7 separate regions of the Mus musculus genome follow, and regions 2, 3, 4, 5, 6 and 7 are each linked to region 1. Evidence: chromatin contacts called from public Hi-C, HiChIP or PLAC-seq and promoter capture Hi-C data. All regions are on one chromosome and are shown on one strand. The core of a region is the stretch at or near the end of the contact, and the rest is flanking DNA. Distances in the headings are between cores, read along the strand shown.

Region 1 (3,620 bases), core at 815-3,314:
CCTGTATCTTGCTTGCCTGGGCAGCACAAAGGAGCTGGCCCTATTGGCAAAGGCACCCTACATGAGTGGGAGAGCTGGCCAGGTCCTCACAGGCTACAGCACCTTGGAGAGCAGACTCCGAATCTTGGCTGGGCACATTGGAGGTTTGGGTCTGGGTGAGCTGTCCTGGGGGAGAGGAGGAGAAATGAGCCTGCCTCCTGCAGATAACAACATTGGGTGGGCTAGCTGGAGCAATGCTAGAGAGGGACCTCACCCTGTGGTGTGAAAAGGGAGAGCCAGCGCGCTGACCAGTTCAACTACCACCCATTCAGCTGCCTCTGCTTCACCTGCTCTAACCACTTGCCTCTCCTTGTCTAATTCTCATGACCATCATAGCAGGGAGCATGTCAGCAGGAAGGCATAGTGCTGGACCAGTAGTTGAGAGCTCACATCTGAGGACCAGGTAGATCCTCAATGCCCCGGTGTGTGCATTAGGCAGGTAATTTTCATTAGCATATGGCCTTATACACCCAATAGGAAAGATAGAGCCTGGTTTTTGTTGTTGTTGTTTTGTTTGTTTATGAGAAGGTCTTTCTACTTAGTTCTGGTTATTCTGGAACTAATTGCGTAGACCAGGCTGGCCTCTAATTCACAGAGATCCACCTATCTCTACCTCCCAAGTGCCGGCATTAAAGGCATGTGCCACTATGCCCAGCAGTGACTGTTTTTGTTTTTGTTTTTTGGGTTTTTGTTTTTTGAGACAGGGTTTCTCTGTGTAGCCCTGACTGTCCTGGAACTCAGTCTGTAGACCAGGCTGGCCCTTGAACTCAGAAATCTGCCTGCCTCTGCCTCCCAAGTGCTGGGATTAAAGTCATGTGCCACCACCGCCCGGCTTTGAGACTGTTTTTAATACTTCAAGGGACTGCACTCCCAGACATTATGCTTAAGTCCATAGGAGATATTATTTAGACATTTATTTCTAATGGTTTTCCTTTAATCCCAGCACTCGGGAGGCAGAGGCAGGCAGATTTCTGAGTTCGAGGCCAGCCTGGTCTACAAAGTGAGTTCCAGGACAGTCAGGGCTATACAGAGAAACTCTGTCTCAAAAAACAACAACAACAACAACAACAAAACAACAAAAAGGAAGAAAGAAAGAAGAGAAGAGAAGAGAAGAGAAGAGAAGAGAAGAGAAGAGAAGAGAAGAAAAGAAAAGTGTATACATTCCCAGAGAGGATAATGAGAATTGATTGCTACCTGACAGCTGAGGGGAAGAGACAAGCTGATTAGAAAAGGCCACAGGAATCATTCAGTCCCTGTTTCTCGGAAGCTTTTCCTAAGAAGTCGTGTCCGTCTGCCCTACTCACTCCCCAGCATCTGGTTTAACTTTCTCTAGTTCCATTGCGCATTACAATCATTTATCACATAAGCAGGTGACCTTGTATTCTAATTTATAAGTATCTATGAAAATGTCTCTCCCAGTAAACTTGCACGTATGCGTGCGGAATGAGCCCTAATAGTTAGACTGGCTCAAATGCTAGTGGTTAGCTCCATTTTCTTAGGCACATGGTTTAATTGCTATATACCTTTGGTTTTTATGACATTCCTAAAATTCCCCACTGTGTCCGGTTGCTGTAAACATGACGGCAATCCGGGTAAAGTATTAGACCAATGTATATACAAAATAAAGCGCAAACCCTTACATACTCATTAACTAACCTGACCTATTTTCCACCCTGCGCATTCTTTTACAGAACCCTCCACTGTCGGGTTGCTTGGGTAGCTCTCCCGGCCCAGCATCGATACACGTGGTTTGGGTCTGTGGGCCTTGTCCCGAGATCGACTCCTGACTGGCTCTGCCAAAGAGAAAGCCCCGCCCTTCGGTCTGCCAGTCAGACCCGCGCAAGAGCCCGCTCTCCCCGTCCCGCTTCCTGTTGCTAGGCTTACAAGGAGCAGGCCCAGACTGCGCATGCTCAGACTCCGGAGGCCGCTTTCCCGTTGGGCGGAAGAAGGTGACGTCAACGGCTTCTAGAGAGTCCTCCCCTAGCCCGGGGAACGTTAAATCTGTGGGCCCTCTGATGGCGTCACAAGTCCGCGCCTGATCCTGGCTACGGCTGAAGCGGCGAAGGCGGCAGCGGCAGCGGCAGCGGCAGCGGCGACGGCGGCGGCGGCGGCGGCGGCGGCGGCGACAGCTCTGGGGTTCGCGTCTCGGGGTGTGTCGGCCGCCGCTGCTGCTCAGGCCTGGAATGTACAGATGGCTGGCTAAGGTTCTCGGCACCATTCTTCGCTTGTGTGAGCGGCCCGCGCCCGGGGCCCGCGCCCTACTCAAGAGGCGGCGCTCCAGCAGGTAAGGTGGCCGCGCGCCGGTCGGGTCCCCTCCCCCGCGCTGGCGTTGGGCGCCGCGGGCCTGTGGGAACCGGCGACTACGGGACCGCGGAGGCCTGGGGAGAGTCCGTCCCTCTAGCTGCGAGCGGAAGGGGAACGGGAGGCCGGCGATGTGCTGCTCGCCGGATACGGCTCCTGTCGCCCGGTGTCGTCGCGGGCGGACAGCGCAGGAGCGAGTCACTAGGTTAGGAGTTTGCCCGTAGTCGTTTGACTGCGAGTGCTGTTGTCTTCGCACCGAGGAACAGCAGTTGTCTTGTTCGACAGCAACTGTCGGGGTGTGTGTGTTGGGCTGCAGGGGAAGGGAATGGTCCTGTTCTTTAACATCCTTGTAAGAGGCAGAAAGTATTTACGTACCGCACTCTTGTAAGATTCGGTTAAAATTAGAAGGAAATGACAAATATTAGTACTTAGCATCTACTCCTTTATTTACTTTACAGTGTCTTCCCTTTTAAGGGTTTATCTAGAAAACAAAATATTCTACAACTTCTATACTCCCCCCTGTCTCCCACTCTTACATTCTCCCTCCCTTTCCTTCCTCTGCTATGTCTACTTCACTTATTATTATGATGATGGTGATTATTTTTGTTTCCAGGTCAAGAGAAGTGGACAAAAGATTGGATTAGGGGAAGTAGATCAAAATGATTCATAGATGACTCCAGGAATGTAGGTCATTGGTGAAACTGGTTGTTCGCTAAACTGTAGCATGTAGTCCCATGGCTTCTACAGTTCCATGGGGTTCAGATAAGAATCGGTTAAGATGTTATAAAGTTCTCAAACTGATGCTTATGTAAGAATAGTTTATTCTCCCCCAACTGGATCTGGTGCACAATGAAACTGCATATTTATCGAACAGGGACTGGTGATCGCCTCACATTTTCATTCATAGTCCCTCGGAGTCAGCAGTATGCCGACCCAAACCTGAGTGTGGATGTGTCCTGGCCAGCCTTGACTTCTAGCTGCTTTCTGTTCTTTACTACATTCGGGGGCTCGTGGGTTATTTTGTTTTGTTTTGTTCTTTTGTTTTTTGAGACAGGGTTTCTCTGTGCAGCCCTGGCTGTCCTGGAACTCACTCTGTAGACCAGGCTGGCCTCGAACTCAGAAATCGGCCTGCCTCTGCCTCCCGAGTGCTGGGATTAAAGGTGTGTGCCACCATGCCCGGCTCGGGGGCTGGTGTCTTAAAAGATACTTTTTTCTAGGAACTAGAGCTGTGCCTTAGGGGCGGTGTGCTTGTCTGTCGTGCCTGTCCTGTCTTCAATCCC
Region 2 (3,620 bases), core at 547-3,046, 1.9 Mb before region 1:
AATAGACACCTTGCTTTTTACTTTGAGTGAAACTAAGTTTCTCACTTTGGGCCCTACTGTACTGCTTGCTGAAGCATTAATAAAATGCTTGCCTGAAAAACGAATAAGTTCAAACATATCTCTCTCTCTCTCTCTCTCCCTCTCTCTCTCTCTCTCAAATCTCCCTCCAAAAAATAAAAAATAAAATAAAATAAAATAAAATAAAAATTCTATCACTAATGAATTAGAGGTCAGCCTCAGAAACATTAAGACGCTGTTTTGCAACCTAAATAAAGGATCTGGAGCAATGACCCCATTGTTAAAAACACTGACTGCTTTATGAGAGAGGATGAAGCCTAGAATTCCAGCATCCCTACATGGTAGCTCACACTCTCTGAAACCAACTCCAGTGCTGGGGAATCTGGTGCCTTCTTCTGGCCTCCATGGGCATTGCATGCAGGCACATGGTACACAGACGCAGACAAAACATATTTAAATTTTAAATTTTTAAATAAATAGAGCTGAAGAAATGACTTAATGGCTAAGAGCACTTATTGCTCTATCTGGATTTCAGCTCCCAGCACCTGCAGCTCCAGGGGGACCCAATGACTCTGATCTTTACCAGCACTCAGATAGCCAATACAGACACACACAAAGAATTAATAATAATAATAATAATAATAATAATAATAATAATAGACAATTTAAAAAGAATTCTAGATAGTTTTCCTTCAAGTTATGTATCTTGTTTAAATCAATTTGTGGAGAAGAGAGGGGAAGAGAAGGAAGGAGGAGGAAAAGAGGGGAGGAGGGGAAAAGGACGAGGGAAGGAAGGAGAGAATATGAAAATAAATCTTCTTGCTTTGACAAGAGAAAACCAAAGAAAGGACTCTCTAAGCTGATAGCACCAACTGGTCAAGCCAGAGTGGCAAGCAGTTTTACTGCAGGCCTAGCCATAAATCTTAGAAAAGTCAAAGAAAGGTCCCCCCCACTCCACCCCCCACCCCCGCGCCCCAGGAAGTACTCAGTAGGCTTTTTTTAAGTTAATAGAACATGAAAAGGAGACCTAAAAGCTTATCAAATGGCCTGCCTGTCAACTCTGCTCCTCTCTCTCTACCTTGTGGCAACACATCTAATTTTAACGGAGGCAAGGCTGTCTTAATGAAGTGCAGAAGGAAGAAGTACGTAACTTTTGTCAGAAGCCAGAACTATCCAAACATTTTCAAGAGCAGAGGACGGCCATCCTTGAAAAGGAATCTCCTAGAAACAAAACATCTTGAAGAAGATTCCATGTGCCTCGGAAAATAAAGGTTTGTTACAATTTTTGTTCAACTCCTGCATCTGATTAAGACAAAAATTAAATTAAATTTAAAAAGTAACTGAGGCTCTGATAGCGACCTTGACAGATTTACAAAGAAAGCGTCCTCTGCAATTATGACCAGGCTTCTAGTACACTCCACCTCTCAGGCCCTCTGATTTCCCAAGTGTGTTAGAACATGGTAATTAAAACAAGCCTTATTCCAAGCTCTAAGGTTGGCTAAGTCCTGGTCTTGTGCTTTGGCTTTGGGATGTAAAGGGCTCTTTGAAAACAATCAACATACCACTTCTGTCTTGATCAAGATGCATTCCTTTAATCTTATTCTACCTTAAATAAATGTTTGGAATTAGCAGCCCGGGGTTGGGTTTCCGCCCTCTAGCGGAACCCAGATGGCCTGAGAGCCCACCGGCAGTAAAAACTACGTCTCCCAGAATGCTCCGGGAAGGCGGATGCCTCCCCCCCATTGGCCAAGGGTGGGTGACGCTAAGTGTTTTGGCTCGACGGTCACATGTTTCCTTTGTTGTGAGCAGTGGCAGAGACTGGCGGTGGCTCGAGGAGACGCCGGCGCAGCAGGGACGGGGGTCGCCGCTCGTGCCGCTTCCAGCCTGCGCCGAGAGGTACCAGGGTGGCCGCTCCAAGCGGCATGCGACCGCGGCGCTGATCCCCGGCACCGGCGGGAGGGAGGCGAGGTCCCTGGCTGCCAGAAGCCCGATGCGGCCTCGGGCGTGGGGACAGGGCAGGGACGAGCCCCGCGGCAGCAATACACTTAGGGTGGAAGCGGCCGGAGTGTTTCGGCCTCGGACCTGGAGTTTCCGTGGGGTGACCGTGAGTGCTGTCGCCTAGCACGGATAAGGATCGGGGTGCTGGGGCCATAGCAGCCAGCAGCACAGTTGCGAAACATGCGGGGCGTGGTCACCTGACCGTTACCCGCCCCCGCGAAGCCTTTGTTTACCGGGAGCGCGGCCTCGGGCCGTCCCGGGGGAGCCCCCACCCGGCTGCCCGCTTCCTTCTCAGGGCCCTCTGCTTCTTAATTTAGTTCCCAATGTTCCCGCCCCCAAGCCCTGGGCACCCGAGGCGAAGATCGTTCGGGCGGCCGGGATTGGGCGCTGCAGGCGGGCCGGGCCGGCGAGTTCCGAATTTTTATTGGCAGGGGGTGGTAGGTGGGTGGCCCGTGCCAGGCAGTCCCGCCCTCGCCTGAAGGTGACCTGGAGGACGCGGGCGCCGAGGGAGGGGAGCAGCGGGGCGGTGGGTAGGAAGGGGGCGTGCCCTGCAGAGGCCAGGGGGTGGGGGCTAACCCGTAGCTCCTGGCGTAGGACAGCGCGCAGCTCTGCGAAGTTGCCCTTGCCTGCTCTGTCCAGCCTTAGGTAGTAAAGGATGACCCACAAGGCCACATTTGAGAAGCTTCAATATCAGCTCTAGCGGATTTTAATCATGTCAATTTTTTTTTCTGTTAGTGTTCTCAGCTGACACCTGGCACAACCACCAGATGGTTGATGGTTGATAATGGTTTGGTGTTTTGTTTTTCTTTATTAGGATTTAATATGTATCCCTTGCCACTAAAAATATAAACGGTGGCTTTTACCTTTAAAAAAAAAGATATTTTGAGGTTATTCACCTAAAAGTTTTTTGGTTTTGGATTTTTGAATGAGCTTTCTTAGTTTTCCCTTTTTGGGGCACACAATTTCGTGTATTAATCTCCCAGGTAATTGAGAAGTTTCTGATAAGTGAGTTGAAGGTGTGTTTGGAAAACTGTACATTAAGATAACCGAAAGCCCAGTCATTTCCAGACGGAGGATATTAAAGGTGGTTTTCCAAATCTCTTAAACTTATGGTGCAGCTAGGTTTTGTCATTTTATCTCAGAAAAGTTGAGTTTCTTCAGTAAAGCAGGTATAATATACTTAATAAAGCAGCCTTAATATACTTTTTAAAGATTTATTCTGTGTGGGTGTTTGACCAGCATGTACCCACCCACCTGTGTTCGGTGCCAACGAAGGCCAGAAGAGGGCGTCAGATCTCCTGGAACTGGAGTTCTAGATGGTTCAAGTTGTCAGCTGCCTTGTGAGTGCTGGAAACCAAACCTGGGTCCTCTGCAAGAGCACTGCTAAACCATCCTTCCAGCCCCTCTTAATATTAAAAATCCAAGTACTGATGCCTGTTAGAATAAGAAGTTGTCTGATCAGGACACATAGTCACTCGTATACTAAGGTTATTCAGATCTTAACATATACAAATGCAACCCAGTATACTTTAATAAGAACTACCTACCATTTGATAAGTTGAGTTTCTTTAAACAAAGCTTGTGACTTAGTCTTTAAACAGGAA
Region 3 (3,620 bases), core at 450-2,949, 1.6 Mb before region 1:
GTATGGGGAATCGTTGTCCCCATGATCTTCACCAATGTCATAGCTTCACTTTCAATAAATAAATAAATAAAGGTGCAGCACCTTAAAGTATGCAAACACCTGAGTAGCCATAAAGTTACTGTTTCTTCACACTGAACACAAGGAGACCACCATCTTCTGTGTGTCTGGGATATGACAAGAAGAACACACAGAAGCCGGTAGAGTAGGGCTAAGGTGAATATGGATATGAAGCAATCAACTAAGAAAGGATTACTACACCAGGACCCTCTCCAGCCCAAAGAGCAATTCATACTTCCCATTTTCTAGACAACTCCCTTGCAGCTAATGTAAAGTCTTTTTATAAAACTAATGCTAACTTAGGCTCAGTGATAAAAGCATGTAGGCCAGAGGTTCTTTCCAGTCCCCAGCCCTGCCAAATCCAAAGGAAAGGGTGTGTGTATCAGGACTAGGAAAACCTGGCATATTTTGGTTTAAGCCAGCACTATAAAGGGAGAAAGAAGAATAAACAAAGTGGGGACTCTCACATTAGTACCCCGACTCAAAACTGACAGGGTTGGGGGCCACCTGGTTTTGCTCTAAAATTCTCTTTCCAGTGAAGAGGGGTGGATGTGACGATTCTGCAGGGGGGAGGGGCATTGTGTAGGCCTGGAGAACTGTAACTAACCAGGTTGGTGTTTCCAAGTTCTGTTATCGCAACATCTCTCAGGTTTTAGGCGCCTCAGGAAGCTCCTTCAGGCCCTGCAGCTACTGGAAGCTACTGGAAGCTACAAGGAAGCTGAACCACTTATCACGCCCCCCCCACCTCTCCCCCAGGGCCCACCTGTGCCTCCAAGCTCCCTCACCTGTCACTTACTCCAGAGACCCCAGTAAAACCCATCCATTTCTCCCTTCGGAACTCAAGACTTCCCCGGTCATTCCTGTGCCCACCTGCATCGAGACTCCCACATCTGTACGAAAACACCAAATCCAGGTGTTATAAACACAAAGCCACTAGCTCCTTTGCGTGTCAGCACCGAAAAGGACACTGGTGACAGAAGATCTAGGCTCCCATCTCTACCTCGGCTTCGCTGTGTGTGCTGATGCCACGTACCTCCACATACCAGTAGCAAAACAAACAAACAAAAAACAAAACAAAACATAGATAATGACTTACGTAGTAAGTGGCTGACAGCCTCCAGTCCCGGAGGGAGGTTGGGGCTTCTCTCTGGACAGCTCCGCCACCCGGCCCTAGGGCGTTCCCATGCCAGCCCCGGGCCTGCGAGCACAGGCTCCACGACCCACCCACAGCGAACGCAGCTCCCCCTGGTGGCCGCGCGGAGAGTGGAGCCGGCCGTGACCACCCATCAAACCTCCCCTCCTGCCTTCTAACATCTAGACCTCCGCACAGCCCGCGAGGTCGCCAACAAGCCGGGGACCGCGCGAGATCGGAACGAGACAGGCCCCGTTTCTCCCGTCCGAGGCTTCCCACCGCCCACCCCGCCTTGGAGAGCCCAAAGAAGTGAGCCCGTGACAGCCTCCGACACTGCATGAAAAAGGCGTGAACCGTCACCTACCTGCACCCCAGCCTCCCCACACGAGAGCAAACAGCCCGGGCACGCTCGCGAACATCGGACCCTGAGCAAAACAAGCCTTTATAGCGGCATAGTCCCCCACAACGCGCAAGCGCGATGCACAAAGCTTGCGCAAGACCGAAGGGAATCGTAGTCCCTCATCCGGCAGCCCCCAGCGCCGCACACCGCAAAAGACTACGTTTCCCAGAAGCACCGCTGGTGCCCGGGATGGGGTGCAGGCTGCTCACAGTACCCGCGCGCATCTCGTGCTGCCCCATCCTTCCCCGGTTTCTGATGCCCAGTCTGGAACCTTCTCTGCCTTAGTCACGGGGGCTGGGCAGGCGGGTCGGGGTAGCCGGTGGCGCTGTATTCTCTGACAGCCAGAGGTTCAAAGTCAGGAACTTCCAAATCTATGCGGCGGTTCCACGTGCCAGAAAACATCGTGAAGGTCATCATAGCCTGCTTCTGTCCAGCCCCAACTCTTAGCTGTGGTGTCACTTAATGGGTGCATGAGTCCTCCACGTTCTGCATGAATGGTACCTTTGGATCTTTTCTCTTACCCATCTATCTCAGCTTCTTGACTTCTAAGTAGTGAAATGCCAGAATCGCAATTTCCAAAGTGACAAGGGATGTCAAAATGATATACTAACTAATCAATCTATTTTTATAAATAAATGTAAAGCTCCCGAGGCATTAGTCGTTTTATTTTTTCTATTTTATCTATTTTAGTATCATAATATAAAGACTACTCTATTGCATGCCTCCCAACCTTTAAACTACCCGGGGCTTGTTTATGGTTACCCATTTAAGGGATTTAAAAAGAAAGTAAACTGGATTGTCCATCATACAACTACCTAGTTAGCTACTGTGAACACTAATGTCATAAAGCTGGACTTATTGACAGGATGTATATTTGACACACAGAAAGCTCAGGAAGATAGGCAGTGTTCAGAGCTGGGCTTTCAGGAAGTTGGATCATGAAGACTCTGAGTTAATGAACGGTTTAATATTGACTGATTGTTCCATGTCACTATTAGAAGCTAGTAGAATATGAGGACTTGGAGGCTTGTTAAAGGAAGTTGGTCCCTGGAAGTATACCTTTGAGAGATGTGTGTTACCCCTTCCTGTCATGATGTTCAGCCTTGTGCCGAGCACACACTAACAAAACCAGTTCACCATGGATAAAAACCTGAGCCAAAATAAGTATTTTCTCCTTTAAGTTCATGTTTTCTCCGGTATTTGTCATATTGTCATAATAACAAAAAGCTGATTATGTTTCACTATTTTAAAATTAAGATATATATTGTTGGGGTCAAGGAGTCGCCAGACAAACCACCAAACACTGATCTCAGGCAGACAGGGATAGTTTATGGAGCGTATGTCCTGGGACTGACTGATCAGGGTCAAAGACCAGACTCAGGAGCTGACTGCAACCTCGAGCCAGAATCTACAGAGCTTTTTAAGTCTGAAATCCACAAACATCTGTGTCAAGTTCTTCCACCAATCAGGATTTAGGGATAAGGACTTCCTCTGGAGCAGGTCTTTGTTGTACACGTATCCTGTTCCCATTGGTTGGGGGATCAACTTGCATTGCCTAACATCCATGCCTTAACTTGCCAACCAGGATATCAGTTACCCATGTCCATATCTTTTTCTGCCATGTAGGATGTCAAACCCCAAAGAGTTCTTAGGAATTTAAAACTATTAAACCCCTACTCAAAATGGAAGTCTTATTCCAAATAACTTCTTACATTGGTGCAGGAGAAGCTTATAAAAGCAAAAACCATAAAGGCTCATTCACCAGTGCGGGACGTGCTTGCTGTAGCTAACTATACAAAGCAGTTCTTACTGACCTTTGTTGTGATTGGTTTCCAAGAGCATCAAAGCACATAACATAATAGAGTATGAGCCGGGCGTGGTGGCGCACGCTTTAATCCCAGCACTTGGGAGGCAGAGACAGGCAGATTTCTGAGTTCTAGGCCAGCCTGGTCTACAGAGTGAGCTCCAGGACAGCCAGGGCTATACAGAGAAACCCTGTCTCGAAAGAAAAAAAAAAAAAAACATAACAGA
Region 4 (3,620 bases), core at 732-3,231, 1.5 Mb before region 1:
ACATTCAGCATTTCCGGGATCCCGTGTTTGAGCAAGAGTCTGTGTGCATGAGAAGTTCCCACAAGTGCACATTTTTCTTCTTCATGTAGATCTGTAGCGCAAACAGTCCCCCAGAAGGTATATTTATACTTAATTTTATTTTGGTCGTGTTTGCCTACTTGTTTGATCAGTTGTCACGAGGCATTGCTACAGCTCTCACTTGAGATTCCCCCTGTCTCAATCGGTTTTGGAAGCATACGCTCTTAGGTGACCTGTCCGACTTCGATTTAATTGAAATTTTTTACTAAGCTTTTCCCTCTCTGTACTAACGTTTTCAGAAGCAAACGTTGTCCTCATAGCACCCTCATTAACTGGGCGAAGGAAGAAATGACAGGTTTCTGGGTTCCACAAGGAAGCTAACGAGTAGCGATACACTAGAAACATAGGCTCACCACTCCACCGGAGAACATCTGCGGGGAGGTGGGTGGAAGCAACAGAGGGAGTTGCCGAAACTTGCGGGCTGTGGGATTAGCAGAGGTTCTGTTGCTGATTGGGCAGATTACTTACTGGAATTTTTGGCTTGACAGAATTACGCCCAGCCTGCGTGCCATTGCTTCCTCCGCCTTAAGCTTGATTTATAAACTGCGGCCACGGCTTCTTTTACCAAAACCTGCTGCTCCACTTCAGTCTAGCCTGAAAAGCTTGCTACTACGCCCCAGTCCTACCCAGTTTACTCCTGCTCTTAGATCCAGCCTCATCTGGGATAACGCTTGTGGAACTGAAAGACCCACAACGTGAGGACTCCCCCACGTTCTGACTCAGGAGAGGCGACACCCCAAAATCACCAACGAGAAACGGTCTTGCTGCAAATTGCAAGAGGATTTTTATTCAAGAGCGCTCTCGGGCCCACGGTCATACACCACGCAGGGGTAGAGGACTGTGGCGCCCCGAGTAGCTGGATAAGGGGGTATTTAAAGGAAGGAACCACAACTCAAGGAGGTGGGAAGGGCGTTGTTGGAAAATACCAAAAATACCAGTTAAGAGTCACAAGGAAGTACAGAGTCACAGGTGTCACAAGGAATACCTGGTAATTGTTAACTCTCAAGACAGTTTCTAAGAGCCCCTAACGATAGCACATTTGCATTGCAGGTTCCAGCAATGGTCAGAGTGGGTCAGGGTGACTTTCTTTGAATTAACACTCTTTGAACCCAGGAAGCCGGTGGGTGGAGGAATGTCGCTATCTGTTTTATGATTAGCATACCTTGGAGCACTGAGTTTACTACTCTTTCAGAACCATGGGAGTCAGATGAGCTCCAGCAGCAGTTTTTCCACTCACTAGTTGGGCGTGCTCCCTTGGTTCCGATTTGAGGGTTTAAGAAATGCCTGTCGCTCTAGGTCGTATTTCTGGCAAGGGGGGAGGGAGCACCCATAATAGGTGTGTGTTCAGTAAAAATCTACAGCCTGCCTCCATGTCCAGTATTTGTGCAGATCGTGGTTTCCCTCCCAAAGATGCCAGATCCCCTTAGATTACTAGACTGCAAGTGGGGAGCTTCATTTTATATTTAGATTTATGTGGATGAGTGTTTTCCACAGGCATCCAGTGCCCGGTCGAAAGTGTGTCGGACACCCTGGAATTGCAATTGTGAATAGTTGCTTGCTACCACGTGAGCGCCAGGCGCAGAACGTGGATCCTCTGCAAGAGCAGTAAGTGCTCTTAACTGTTGAGTGATCTCTCCAATCCCTGAGAACTACAAATTTTATCCTACTCTGGGCAGAGGAGCTGTAGGCTCCTGCCCAGCGATCACAAGCCTATCCAGCTCGCTGCCTTCTTAGCTTGTCCAATCCAACAGCACTCACTGACTAAGTAGACAACGGTGGGATCTCACCCCTCTGGGGTGCATACACCTCCCAGTAGCACCTACTGCGGTCAGCCACGCCCTGGTCTTGCACGGGGTGGGTGGGGTCTGCTGGTACACACATGCGCATTCCTTCCTCTTTCTCTCCCTGCAACTACACCTTCGCGTTTTGACTGTGAGTCCTTTTTGTCCCCTACTGCGTGCCGTGTGACTTCCCGGCGGACGTGCTGGCTGCGAAGCAAGATGGCAGCCACTGCGGCGGTGCCTGGCGCTGCGGCCGGCCGAGCGAGCAAACGCGGCGGCGGCGGCTCGGGCGGCGGGGGAACCCAAGGTGCGGAGGAGGAGCCGCCGCCGCCCCTCCAGGCAGTTCTAGTGGCCGATAGCTTCAACCGCCGCTTCTTCCCCATCTCCAAGGACCAGCCTCGGGTGAGCACCCGGCTCGCGAGCAGTCTGCCGGCCTCGAGGGTAGCGGGGCCGCAGGTTGCCACTGCAGCTGGTTAGTGAAGCGTGCTCTGGAAGTTACCCTCAAGTTGAGCTTATCTGGTTAGGAAAAGGTGGAGAGACCGACTGAAACCTCGGAGGCTGTCCGATCAGATGAGTAACTAGCACACATGGATTCTCGCAGGGCTATACACCCAGCCTTGGGAAGGATGGAGAGGGCTGTGTGTAGAATCAATGCTTGAAAGAAGGCTTCCCCGGGGGATTTAGTAGCACAAGAGGGGCCTCCACTGTCTTTAACCTTGCAGGACATGGGCAATTTAAAGAAATTGCTTTAGATAAAGGCAATGGTAATATATTCCTAAAGGAAAAAAGGCTAGCTCTCAGCAGGCTGTTTTCCTCCCATCTGCTGAAAGGGGACCCCAGTGGGTTGCCATCAGTCTAGGAATTACCTAGACATAGGAAATAGGCATTGCGCTTGCAGACTACTGGGTCGCTCAGCAATCCATAGTTCATTCAAATAGGGATTTGCCTTTGACTTAAGAATTCCTAATAGCCGGGCGTGGTGGCGCACGCCTTTAATCCCAGCACTCGGGAGGCAGAGGCAGGCGGATTTCTGAGTTCGAGGCCAGCCTGGTCTACAAAGTGAGGTCCAGGACAGCCAGGACTATACAGAGAAACCCTGTCTCAAAAAACCACAAAAAAAAAAAAAAAAAAAAAAGAATTCCTAAGGCTAACGACTGTTCATTTTTGACAAGTGTTTGAATGATTTCTGTGACTCTTAGTGGCAATAGAACAATAGAAGGAAATTCTATGAAGAAGACCTTAGTGCTTAGAGTTCTAGAGCTATGACTTAGGGCCAACATTTGTCCTTAATGCCAGCACTGGGCTCCTAGAACATGTTTGTGTCTGATACCATGCCTACTAGGCTCAAATTCCAGAGCCTTAGACTGACCCTTAGAGCCTGTTTGCTTTAGAATAAAAGGATAAAGTCGATTATAGTGTCTGCAAACCAAAGTATACCAAAGTATAATCCTGACTTGAAGATCTCAGACTTTTTCTTTCCTGCCCTATAGGTCCTCTTGCCCCTGGCCAACGTTGCGCTAATTGACTATACTCTGGAGTTCCTGACTGCCACGGGTGTACAGGAAACATTTGTCTTTTGCTGCTGGAAAGCTGCTCAGATCAAAGAACACTTACAGTAAGGCTTCATAATTTTTCCTTTCCAGGATTCTCCGTCTTTTTTCAGTTCTTCCAGGATAGAGTTGATGTGAGGAGGAGAACACTGAATCTGTTCTGAGCTCCTGTGAGGTTTAGTGTTCTCGTCACGTGTCCCGAGGTAAACTG
Region 5 (3,620 bases), core at 719-3,218, 1.5 Mb before region 1:
GCACTTGGGAAGCAGAGGCAGGCGGATTTCTGAGTTCCAGGCCAACCTGGTCTACAGAGTGAGTTCTAAGACAGCCAGGGCTACACAGAGAAACACTGTCTTGAAAAACCAAAAATAAAATACAAACAAACCAAGAGAAAAAAAAAAAAAAAGCAAAAGAAACAAGTAATATACCAAGCTTAGCAGTACTTTTACTGTCAGTGTTAAGTACTCTCGACTTAACAATCATGGCTTCAATATTTTAAGAAAGTAAAAGTGGGAAGTTAATGGGCAATGTCTAGAATGTGTAAATCAAGAAATAAGCCAGGCATCACATGCCTGTAACCCCAGCCACTCCAGGAGTGTACAGGCAGGAGAGTAGAAAATTCAGGGTCATCCTGGACTCTGTTTTTAATATTAGGGCGGGAGAAACAGCTCAACAGTTAAGAGGGCTTGCTGTTCCTACAGAGTTTAGTGTCTGGCATCTCAGCAGGTGGATCACAGCTTCCCGAAACTTTTTTTTTTAAGATATATATTGTCACTGTCTTCAGACATCACTGTCTTCAGACATACCAGAAGAGGGCATTAGATCCCATTACAGATGGTTGTTAGCCACCATGTGGTTGCTGGGAATTGAACTCAGGACCTCTGGAAGAGGTCTTAACCACTTAGTTCTCTCTCCAGCTCCTGTGACTCTAATTCCAAGAGACTGACACCCTCTCCTGGTCATCTCAGATACCTATAATCTGTGCAGGGGGTAAAAACAAACCTTGAAAAGTTTTAATGCATTTTATTTATGCACAGACATTATTTGGAGAAAAAGATTAAATGAAGGATATAAACTGAAAACATGTAACTGCTACTGAATGCTTTCTGCTTATAATAAAAAAATTGGTTATGATGTAATGAGAAAAAGTCTAGAGAGGTATATAGATGTCAGATTATTAAGGGCCTTGTGTGTCATGTTGAGGGTATATGAAAGTCATATTGGGTAATGTGAAGAGGTTTCTGGGCAGAAGAGGTGACTGAAATGCAGGCATGTAATCAGAGAGAGAACTCAGAAGCTTGAGGCAGGAGAATTGTCAGGAGTTTCAAAGCCACACCTGACATACATTGTTACAGCTGAGAAGCTGAACCACCAACTGACTATAGGTAGTTTTGACATCTACTGTCCCAATCATACAGGGTTTCTCTGTTTAGCCCTGGCTGTTCTGGAACTTGCTCTGTAGACTGGCTGGCCTCCAACTCAGAGATTTGCCTACCTATCCAGTGTTTGGACTAAAGTAATGTTCCACCACACCTGGCTGCTTGCATTCTTTCTTAACTCAAATTTTTTCTTTTCTCTTTCTTTTGTCCTTTTTTTCCTCTTCTTTTCCTTTCTTTCTTTCTTTCTTTTTCTTCTCTGTATTTCTCCCTCTCTCTAAGAGAGGAGTTCCCTCCATAGTCCTGCTGTCCTGAAGCTCTCTGTAGGCCAGGCTGGCTTAAACTCACTGAAAGACACCTGCCTCTCTCTCCTGAGTGCTGGAATTAAAGGTAAGCGCTACCACACCCACTCAGTCCATTTCTCAAACTACTTGTTCATAGAGACGCTGAGATTATAGGGATAAAAACTTGAACTTGCTCAGCCCTCAAGGAACTCAGTACGGTCCGGTGGCAGCAACTGTGCTGTCAGCAGAATCCAAAAATCCGAGTTGAAGCCACCCGGCATCCAGGGATCCAGTTAGGTCTTCAAATCCATTCTCTTCTGCAGTCGGTGACACTTCTCTTCCATCCCTCCCCTCCTGCCCGGGACCCTGCACACGGTTCCGCCAGTCCCACCGGGCTGAGACTTCCAGGTCCAGCTGCCTGAACCCGGAGCACAGGGGACCCAGCGCCGCCCTGTGGGTGGGCGGGCAGTCGGCCGCAAGCAGCCAGCGCGGCTCGGAGGCGGGGCGGGGCCGCACTGGGCTCGGCCCAGAGCCGGGAGGGCCCAGGCCACCGGAAGAGTCGCGATCGCCAGCGGAGCGCCGGGAGTGGGGAGCGGAAGCGGTGGCGGGCGGCGCTGGGACCCGGGAGCGGCCGGAGAACAAGGGAGCTGGCGGCCCGGCCGGCGGCTGAGTGGGGCTGAGCAGCGGGCCGCGCCGAGCGCCGAGCTCTGCCGGAGAGGCCCGGCCCCGCTGCCCAAGCAGGCCGCGCGCCGCGGGGCCGAGGCCGGAGCCATGGGCGAGACCAAGATCATCTACCACCTGGACGGCCAGGAGACGCCGTACCTGGTGAAGCTGCCCCTGCCCGCCGAGCGCGTCACCTTGGCGGACTTTAAGGGCGTTCTGCAGCGGCCCAGCTATAAGTTCTTCTTCAAGTCTATGGACGACGATTTTGGGTGAGGATGGCCCCCGCCCCGCCTCCCGGGAGCCCGGGTCGCTCCGCTGCTAGGGGCCAACACAGCCAGTTCCGACTCCCCTGACTGCACTGGTTTCTAGCCCCGCTTCCAGCAAGGGAGCGACTCGGTGACTTGGGACACACTTGACTTTGAGGGACTCCCAGTCACCTCTTGGAGGCCTTGCCCCCCTGGTCCAGCGAGACGTCCCTCCCTAAGCAATCGGTTCCTACCATTCAAGCCCCCTCACCTCCCCACGGTCCAGCGGCCCCCCCCAGAGACATACATCCTTTCCACTCCAGTCCAAAGCCAGAATTCTCAGTCCTTCCAGGTGCCACCATTTAAGCATAAAGTTGGAGTATATTGACACCCGGCCTGCCTTCCCGGTCTTCTGAGCTCTGCAACTCAGAGCCTTATTTGGAGTGTGCTGTATCTAGGGCTGTAGCTGGTGGGACTTTGAACTGGAGAAGGAGGCGTTGGGGGCTGTTCTACCAGGCTGGATGATGGACCTGATGTTTGTCAAGCAGATTCCCCTCTCCCCTGGGCCGATGGGGTGTTGCCTGACTCAGAGGAGTTCTCACTAGCCAGGTGCTGGGGCCTTTTCTTTCCTGATGGTAGTCCCAGCAGAGATGTTGCATAGGGCTTCAGAGCCTGGATGGGAAGACTAGGAAGGGCCTATTGATGTTCTCTCTTGTCTTCCCCTCCCTACCCTGCTGCAGGGCTTTTGATGGGCAGTTTGGAAGCTGGGACTGCCCCTTTAAGAGAGGTTGGAATGTTGGAGCCTGAGGGTTTTGTAGCAGCTGGCCTGAGAGGGGGGTGGAGGGGGAAGACACACACACACACACACACACACACACACACACACACCCCTCTCCAAGGGGCTGAGGCTTGCCTACATTAACTGGACGGTCGGCCTAGAGGCTATGGAGAACACACACACACACAAACACCCTACCCCTCCCTGGGCCCTTCAAGGCCTGAAGGTCCCTCTGATGCACTTGCCTGAGGCCTGCACTGTGCTTGCAGCTGAGGCCCCAGAGCTGGGTGAGGGGAGATATCCCACCACCACCCCCAACCCCCCGCCCCCTGTGTACATTAGTCTGGCTTCTCTCCCAAGGCCTGCCCTCCCAGCCCCAGGAGGCAAGCACCTTCTGTCTCCTGCCGGACTTATTTGTCATTTTCTACCCCTGGAACTCAGCATTCGATGAATTCTTAGAAGTGTTTGTGTGTGTGTGTGTTGGAGAGTGGAGAATAGATCTATTACTGATTCTGTTCTTGCCCTGGG
Region 6 (3,620 bases), core at 549-3,048, 1.5 Mb before region 1:
ATCCTGCCCTTTTTTCCCCTGATATTCCAGAGAGTTTCAGTCTTTCCCGTTGTTTTTCTACCATTGTCTCCACCCCAAACCCTGTATCCTCCTGGGGCTGGAGAACCCTCTCTGATTTCCTGATACATTGGCTCAGTTGCATAGCTACTAATGTCTCAACTCTAAAGTAAACTGGAAGCGCCTAAGTACATTTTATACAGAAAATAGACCACAGTGACTTACAGATACATCTGACTTTACTTGGGTACAAGGGATCAAACTCAGGTCTTAATGCTGAGAACAGAACAAGCACTTCTCAGAGTCCTTTCTCCAGCCCCTGGCCTGAATTTACTGTAAACTGGTTATTAGATCTAGAGGTTCAATTGCTGTTTTGTTTATGCGGAAGTTAGTACAGTCCAGAATGGCCTCGAACTCCCAAATTGCCTGCCCTAGTCTCCTAAATGTATTATACACATATGGGTGTACTCAGTAGCTTACTGAGACCAGAGAATTGAGTACTCAGTAGCTTACTGAGACCAGAGAATTGAAACAAGGTTTCAAATGGCCCCAGAATGGCCTGGAACTCATTTTGTAGCAGTGGGGTGACCTTGATTTTTTTTTTTTTTTCTCCTTAGGTTTTTCTCTTTAACCCTAGTTGTCCTGGAATTCTGTAGATCAGGGTGGCCTTGAACTCAGAGATCTGCCTTTTTCTGCCTCCTGAGTGCCGGGATTAAAGGCTGGTTCCATCTAAGTCCAGCAACCTTGAATTCTTGATCATTCTATCCCTGCCTCCTGAATGTTGGAGTTATTGGCATGCACCGCACCCAGTTTTATGAGGTACCGGGGATCAAACACAAAGCCTCAGGGTAGACAAGCATTTTACCAACTAATCTATAACCTCAGGCATGCTGATAGCTTTTTTAAACTTTAACACCAAGACTGGCAGCTCCCCATTGCAATAATGCTTAAGCTGGATGAATGGGCAGTCGAGTGTTGTCACATGCCTTTAATTCCAGCACTTTGGCGACAGGCAGGAGGTTCAGTTCTTAAGTTAGCTTAGGCTCTCTAGAGAGATTGTCTCGGAAATATAAACGGGTGTAATTTGAGCGCATTGGAATAAAGTTGTCTAATTTTGCAAATTGAGTGTGTGTGTGAGGTGTATCTTTTACAGACACTTGAGATCTGCTTTGTCTGTAGACCCAGGATAAACAATGAACTTATAAAAGGGCTTGTTCAGGTTTTCTGGCAGTGGGTGATGTGCCTTGGGGTGGCAGAACTTCATTCTCAATGACCCAGTTGAACACCTATGAAGTGTGAAGGAACTGAGGACAGAGCAAAGAGGCAAGCAGAAGTGTGCTCCTCACCCAGCTGATTCAACTAGCAGGACTAATTGAAACTGATCCACTCTGGACCGAGAGTTGGCGTGAGTCAGCAAAACGCCAAAGGTGGGCGAGCAGCAGCATGCGCCTGCGGGGAAGGTATCCAAGCTGTAAAGCGACCCCCTCCCACGTTAGCCCGTGTCTAGGCATTTCTCCCCTCGCAACACCTCCCGTGCTCCCCACTACGATAAGCCTCGGGCGATCCTGCCACGCCCCTCGATACAACCTCCACTTTCCAGAAGGCAGCGAAAACCCGCACAGGTGGTAGACGTAGACGGGAAACTGGAACCGCGCAGGCGCGGAAGCTGCCACGCCTGCTGGACTCCGCGGCGCTTGCGTCCCGTTCTACTAGACCCGCCCCCTGGACTCACGCAGACTCTGCTTTCTTACGTCAACCCTGCGCATGCTCCTTGGGATGAGGGGTGCGATTTCGGGGTGGGGAGGAAGGGCAGGGAGGCGGTCCTAGGCCCAAGTCTCACCACGACTGCGCAGATTGGATCCCGAGTGAACATGGCGACTTGCGCTGATATCCTGCGAAGCGAGTTCCCTGAAATTGACGGGCAGGTCTTCGACTACGTGACCGGTGAGCGAAACTGAATTAACTGCCTGGGGAGGCCGAAGTGGAGGTTGTGGGGAAAGACTGAGGGCGGACAGTGCAGCAGACCGCTATCTGGTCTCTCTGCGTGACCTCTTATCTTGAGGGCCAGTGGGGTCTGGTGCCCCGAGTGAGCTGTACAGACACTGAAACTGCTCCTATATCCGCCCTACCCGTTGTCTGTCTTGTTCTGCGGTACCCGGCTCAGGTGTCTTGCACAGTGGCAGCGCGGATTTCGAGTCTGTGGATGACCTGGTGGAAGCTGTCGGGGAACTATTGCAAGAAGTGTCCGGGGACAGCAAGGATGACGCTGGCATTAGGGCTGTCTGTCAGCGCATGTACAACACTCTACGCCTGTAGGTGCCAAGGGAATGAAGTTGATGGGCAAAGAGAGGAGAATGGAGAACAAACGAGGGGGAAGGTCTGAAGGCTGTAAATCTTTTCTCCCAAGTGAGTGCTTTCTCTCTACCTACATAGGGCTGAACCGCAGAACCAGGGAAACAGCCAGGTGCTACTGGACGCCCCCATCCAGTTGTCGAAGATAATGGAAAACTATGGTGAGAGTGAGGGGAGATTGAACTAGCTGCCTTCTGCCTCCACCCCCAGCCACCACCTCGCTGCAGCTCAGGTCTCTCCATCTCAACAACAAGGCTTGTAGGAGCTAGCGGTATTTTTGTGACCATAAAAGCTTGTGATGGAGAACGGGGCCTGGAGGGCTCTCCAAGCTATTGTCTGTAGTAGGAGGCATACAGACCTTGAAGCTGGTTTTGCCAGTTTCGTACCTTAACCAACAGCGTGGTCTTAAAAGAGTACATTGGGCTCTTCTTAAGTGTGAGATCGTTTTGCCCTTTACTTCAAGGCTAATAACTGTCCATTTCAGTGTTATAATGCTATCTTTAAAACTATCCTTGGTTCTTGTTAGTCATTCAAAGTCTTCATTTCCCTTCTCTCATGGAGAAGGTGACTGCTTTTCTTATCACTTACAGACTGTGACACCAAACTTCCAGGACTGCTAAAGAGGGAACAGTCCTCGGTGAGAAGTGGGAAGGGGCTGTGGTGGGTGTGAGAGTTGACCGTCTACTGAATAGTGGGTGTATCTTTGGGCGAGATTTCTGGTGTGTCTTTCCCTGCGTGTTTGCTTATGTAGCGTCATGGGTAAGTTTAAGGGTTTGTTTGCAGTAATCTCTGGAGTTCCTTTTTGAACCTGTACCCTAGTATGAACTGGTTGTGTTTGGAATTCACTCAGACAGTAAATGCGAAGAAACTAGAGAAGGCTGAAGCTCGACTGAAGGCAAAGCAGGAGAAGCGTTCAGAGAAGGAAACACTGAAGACCAGCAACCCTCTGTGAGTTTGGGAAGAAGGGCTCTAAGCAGGAAGCAGGGCAGATTCTGGTATTGAAGGACTTTCGGGAGCCCTAAAAGCTGTCTGTTTCTCTTTTAAAAAGAGTCTTGGAGGAGGCGTCAGCTAGCCAGGCAGGCAGCAGAAAAGAGAGTCGATTGGAATCATCTGGCAAGAACAAGTCCTATGATGTGCGAATTGAGAACTTTGATGTCTCTTTTGGTGACAGGTGAGGGAATGGCCAGTGGCAGGATCTTTCTAATTAAAGGAGAAGGAGCTGTGTTTCTAGATGATTCTTCATCTCTCTTTCTTACCACCCCTTCAGGGTA
Region 7 (3,620 bases), core at 611-3,110, 1.3 Mb before region 1:
TCTCTGTATAACCCTGGCTGTCCTGGAACTCTCAATTTGTGTTTGTAGACCAGGCTTTCTTTGAACTCTTAAGAGTCTGCCTCTGCTTCCCAAGTGCTGGAACTAAAGATGTGTACCATCACATGCTTGAATTTTTTTTTTTTTTTTTTTTTTTTTTTGGTTTTTCGAGACAGGGTTTCTCTGTGTAGCCCTGGCTGTCCTGGAACTCACTCTGCAGAACTCAGAAATCCGCCTGCCTCTGTCTCCCAAGTGCTGGGATTAAAGGCATGTGCCACCACTACCTGGCACATGCTCAATTTTTACCTGAGCTGTCTCTCCAGCTACTGATTATGGTGATTTTTTTTTTTTTTTTGGACTGGTTGTTTTCTGTTACTGCATATTGAACCCAAGGTCTCCCAAATGCTGGGAAAGCACATGACCACTGAGGACTCAGGCCATCTAGAGGATCCTTGTGCCCGCATTTGCCCACCCTGTAGCCTTGCTTTCTTGGTAGCACAGTGATGAAGTTTACATTATTGCCCCCCTCACTTAGGTCACCAATTCTGTGATATAATGCATGCTAGGAGGTAGCATGTGAGAGGGAGAAAGGCCAGTGGGAAAGGCTCTGCTACCTAACTAAATGCTCAAATGCTCAGTTCAATAGAGTACAACTCTTTTTTTTTTTTTTTGGTTTTTCCAGACAGGGTTTTTCTGTAGCCCTGGCTCTCCTGGAACTCACTCTGTAGACCAGGCTAGCCTCAAACTCAGAAATCCACCTGCCTCTACCTCCCAAGTGATGGGATTAAAGGCGTGCACCACCACAGCCTGGCTATTTTTTTTGTTTTTCGAGACAGGGTTTCTCTGTGTAACCCTAGCTGTCCTGAATTAGCTCTCTACACTAGTCTAGCCCTTAATTCACAGAGATTCTCCTGCCTATGCCCCTGGAGTACTAGGATTAAAGGTGTGGACTACCACCACCCAGTTCAAATTTTCCTATTTTTAAAATTTAAATATTTACGTGTATGAATGTTTTGTTTTCATATGTCTGTGCACTACATGCATATGTGGTGCCTTTAGAGGGCAAAAGAGGGCAGAATTCTAACGAATCAGAGTTACACACAGACATGAACTGCCTTATGGGTTATGGGAAGTAAACCCAGATCCTCTTGAAGAGCAGGCAATAAAGAGCAACCAGTGCGCCAACCATTGAACCATCTCAGAAATCTTCAAGATGTGGTCTCTCTGTAACTCTGGCCGTCCTGGAGCTTGCTTTGTAGATCAGGCTGGCCTTGAACTCAGAGATCTACCTGCCTATCTTTCTGGAATGCTGAGATTAAAGGCGTGGCTCGCCACTGCCTGGTGACATTTCCCTACTTTAAAGCTTATGGTAACTGATTCCCTGCCTTAGCCAGTCAGCACACGTACAGCTTTGGGATTCCTTTTTCCATTATTCCAAAGTTTTCATGTTGACTTTTGCGTTTCCCTAGGAGCAACTGATTTTTTTAAAAAAACAAAAGTAAAATTGCTTCTTTAGATTGCGGCAGTTTCTTTGGTGCAATATTGAATTTCCTTTGTTAATAGGTCTATCAAAGATCAAATCTATAGCATTTTCAGAGGCTGCATAATTTGCACACTACACTTACTAGGGCAGGACTGCTTTTTAGATTCCGCACTCTGAGCTCCAGGCCGGCACTTCACTTAGCACTCACGCGCTCAATAAATGCTTGCGCAAAGTATGAATGAACTAAAGAACCGCCAGAGCCTCAGAGGGGGTCGGCCTGGGAGTTCCAAAGTTCGGGAGGGGACACGGGGGCGGGCAGTGGGTGTCACGTGATGGGGCGGAGCAAATCCCATGTGCTTCCCCGGCGCCAGCGCAGCTCCGCCCTCTGCGCCGGTCACGTGGGGCGCTGGCTGCGCCTGCGGAGAAGCGGTGGCCGCCGAGCGGGATCTGTGCGGGGAGCCGGAAATGGTTGTGGACTACGTCTGTGCGGCTGCGTGGGGCTCGGCCGCGCGGACTGAAGGAGACTGAAGGTAAAGCCGCCATGTCCGGGCCCGACCCGGCCCCCCACCCCTCCCCCCGCATCCGCCGCCATCCGGGCCGGGGCCCGCCACCCTGCGCCGACGCCCCGGCGCCCCGGCTCCGAGCCTGCGCCCAGGCCCTACTCGCCAGGCCGATCCCCGGCCCACGTGTGCCGGGCCGGGCCCGGGTGGGGGTGGGGAGCAGGGCCCGGGCGGGGAGGGCGCTGGGGTGGCGGCGAGACAGTCACCTCCGCCCGGCCTGGGCCGCGGCCCGGCGCAGGCTGTGCGGCGCAAACCCGCCACCCCCTCCCCCTGCGGGGCCCGGGCGGCCGCCGGGAAGTGACACGTTGTTCTTTGGCACTGGCCGCGTTGCGCAGAGCTGGGAGGCGGCGGCGGCGGGCAGGGAGGAGCCCCCAGCCCCGCCCGGCGGCCGACCCTCGCCTGCCCCGAGCCGGCTTTCGCGGCGGTCGCCGCCCGCCCTGCTGGTGCGGCCGGACTCGCGCCCTTCCTGGCTTGTGTTCCCGGGCGGCCTCAGGCCTCTCCGGCCCCGCGCGAGTGCCCCGCGGCAGGCTTCGAACCCGGTGTCCCCGGGTGGGGGGTGGGGATATCACGGCCGGAGCAGCCGGCTTCATTTGTGATCCGGGAGCCTGGTGCCAGCAAGACCTGGAATTTCCGGTCTGGTTGGTCTTGGGCCCCGTGGAGCCAGGTTGATACCCCTCACCTCCCAACCCCAGGCCTTCGGATGCCCAGAACCTGTAGGCCGCACTGTGGACTTATTCTTAACCGAGGGGGTGAGTGAGGGGGCTGTTTGAGCAGGCAAGGGTGGGGTCAGGGTGTTGCAGTGTGCTGGTGGGGTCCTCAGGCTGTATGTTTTCTGTTTCTGCATTCACTTGGCACCTCCCTTAATCCGTGTTGGCCCTAGCTCTTGATACAACCTTTCCCCCAGCCCGTTTGCCATAAGCTTGGGTCCTTTCCTCGTTCCGAGCTCTGCTCTTTCCAACAGGTGCTGGGGGGACCCTAATGTGGCACCAAATGAAATGAACAAAGCTCCCCAGCCCACAGGCCCCCCACCCGCCAGGTCCCCTGGACTCCCACAGGTAATCAAGGCTAAATGATCAGGACTCCGGCGGGGTGGAGGTCACGCAGCTCCCAGTTTTCCCACCCCCATCTGTGTCAGGGCAAAGTGCAGCTGCCTGCTGCCAAATTGAGATAGGGCCCCTGGCTGTCCCTGGGGCTGTCACAGGGAGGGAACATGTGGACTGCTGAGGCTGTTACTACAGGTCTGCTCCCCATACTTCACCAGCTTGGGTTTAAGCCCCACCCAGGCTTCCCCTCTTGCTGAACTCTGGTCTCTCCCCTTCAGCCAGCGTTTCCCCCGGGGCAGACTGCACCGGTGGTGTTTAGCACGCCTCAAGCGACACAAATGAACACGCCTTCTCAGCCCCGCCAGGTGAGGGACTGTGGCTTGAGTAGGCTTGGGTGGGAACTGGGAAAATGAGCTGCTGGTTTGGGGCTAGTATGGGAACTATGGACACTGTATACTTGCCCCTCCATTCCTTGACAGTTGCTCTGAGTTCTTACGTGCTGTTAGTTACTTAGGGTGGCTGACCCTCTGTGAAGTT

Evidence for each region. Promoter capture Hi-C pulls out the DNA fragments that hold promoters and counts their contacts. Hi-C and Micro-C count contacts between places; a contact is called where the count stands out from the background. HiChIP or PLAC-seq counts read pairs in DNA pulled down with a chosen protein or histone mark.
Region 2: a contact with region 1 is called in a promoter capture Hi-C map of neutrophils, with 4 times the contacts expected there. The contact joins the promoter of Klhl24 here to the promoter of Senp2 in region 1. A contact is called at or near these places in 2 of 39 promoter capture datasets (liver and neutrophils).
Region 3: a contact with region 1 is called in a promoter capture Hi-C map of pre-B cells, with 4 times the contacts expected there. The contact joins the promoter of Abcc5 here to the promoter of Senp2 in region 1. A contact is called at or near these places in 3 of 39 promoter capture datasets (hippocampal neurons, liver and pre-B cells).
Region 4: a promoter capture Hi-C map of liver shows a contact between it and region 1, with 7 times the contacts expected there. The contact joins the promoter of Eif2b5 here to the promoter of Senp2 in region 1. A contact is called at or near these places in 2 of 39 promoter capture datasets (liver and pre-B cells).
Region 5: a Hi-C map of B cells shows a contact between it and region 1, with 7 read pairs. The contact joins the promoter of Dvl3 here to the promoter of Senp2 in region 1. A contact is called at or near these places in 2 of 39 promoter capture datasets (liver and pre-B cells) and 1 of 484 Hi-C or Micro-C datasets (B cells).
Region 6: a contact with region 1 is called in a promoter capture Hi-C map of liver, with 2.0 times the contacts expected there. The contact joins the promoter of Abcf3 here to the promoter of Senp2 in region 1. A contact is called at or near these places in 4 of 39 promoter capture datasets (liver, neutrophils and pre-B cells) and 1 of 9 other capture datasets (adipose tissue).
Region 7: an H3K27ac HiChIP or PLAC-seq map of thymic regulatory T cells shows a contact between it and region 1, with 8 times the contacts expected there. The contact joins the promoter of Eif4g1 here to the promoter of Senp2 in region 1. A contact is called at or near these places in 2 of 39 promoter capture datasets (liver and pre-B cells) and 1 of 115 datasets of contacts at active chromatin or transcription factors (thymic regulatory T cells).

What each region holds. Positions count from the first base shown.
Region 1 is chr16:22,007,420-22,011,039 of GRCm38.p6, forward strand. Senp2 (SUMO/sentrin specific peptidase 2) reads left to right here and starts at 2,065. Exons shown (of 17, transcript NM_029457.3): 1 at 2,065-2,323. The coding sequence starts at 2,223.
Region 2 is chr16:20,095,758-20,099,377 of GRCm38.p6, forward strand. Klhl24 (kelch-like 24) reads left to right here and starts at 1,797. Exons shown (of 8, transcript NM_029436.3): 1 at 1,797-1,914.
Region 3 is chr16:20,424,695-20,428,314 of GRCm38.p6, forward strand. Abcc5 (ATP-binding cassette, sub-family C (CFTR/MRP), member 5) reads right to left here and starts at 1,700. Exons shown (of 30, transcript NM_013790.2): 1 at 1,554-1,700.
Region 4 is chr16:20,496,836-20,500,455 of GRCm38.p6, forward strand. It overlaps Eif2b5 (eukaryotic translation initiation factor 2B, subunit 5 epsilon), which reads left to right and starts at 1,982. Exons shown (of 16, transcript NM_172265.2): 1 at 1,982-2,261; 2 at 3,350-3,474. The coding sequence starts at 2,079.
Region 5 is chr16:20,515,018-20,518,637 of GRCm38.p6, forward strand. Dvl3 (dishevelled segment polarity protein 3) reads left to right here and starts at 1,969. Exons shown (of 15, transcript NM_007889.3): 1 at 1,969-2,338. The coding sequence starts at 2,178. Gm16618 (predicted gene, 16618) reads right to left here and starts at 2,763. Exons shown (of 3, transcript NR_167658.1): 1 at 2,622-2,763.
Region 6 is chr16:20,546,805-20,550,424 of GRCm38.p6, forward strand. It overlaps Abcf3 (ATP-binding cassette, sub-family F (GCN20), member 3), which reads left to right and starts at 1,799. Exons shown (of 21, transcript NM_013852.2): 1 at 1,799-1,941; 2 at 2,162-2,309; 3 at 2,431-2,510; 4 at 2,940-2,986; 5 at 3,200-3,297; 6 at 3,398-3,520; 7 at 3,617-3,620. The coding sequence starts at 1,869. It also overlaps the pseudogene Gm15760.
Region 7 is chr16:20,670,867-20,674,486 of GRCm38.p6, forward strand. Eif4g1 (eukaryotic translation initiation factor 4, gamma 1) reads left to right here and starts at 1,861. Exons shown (of 33, transcript NM_145941.3): 1 at 1,861-2,010; 2 at 3,002-3,095; 3 at 3,362-3,448. The coding sequence starts at 3,036.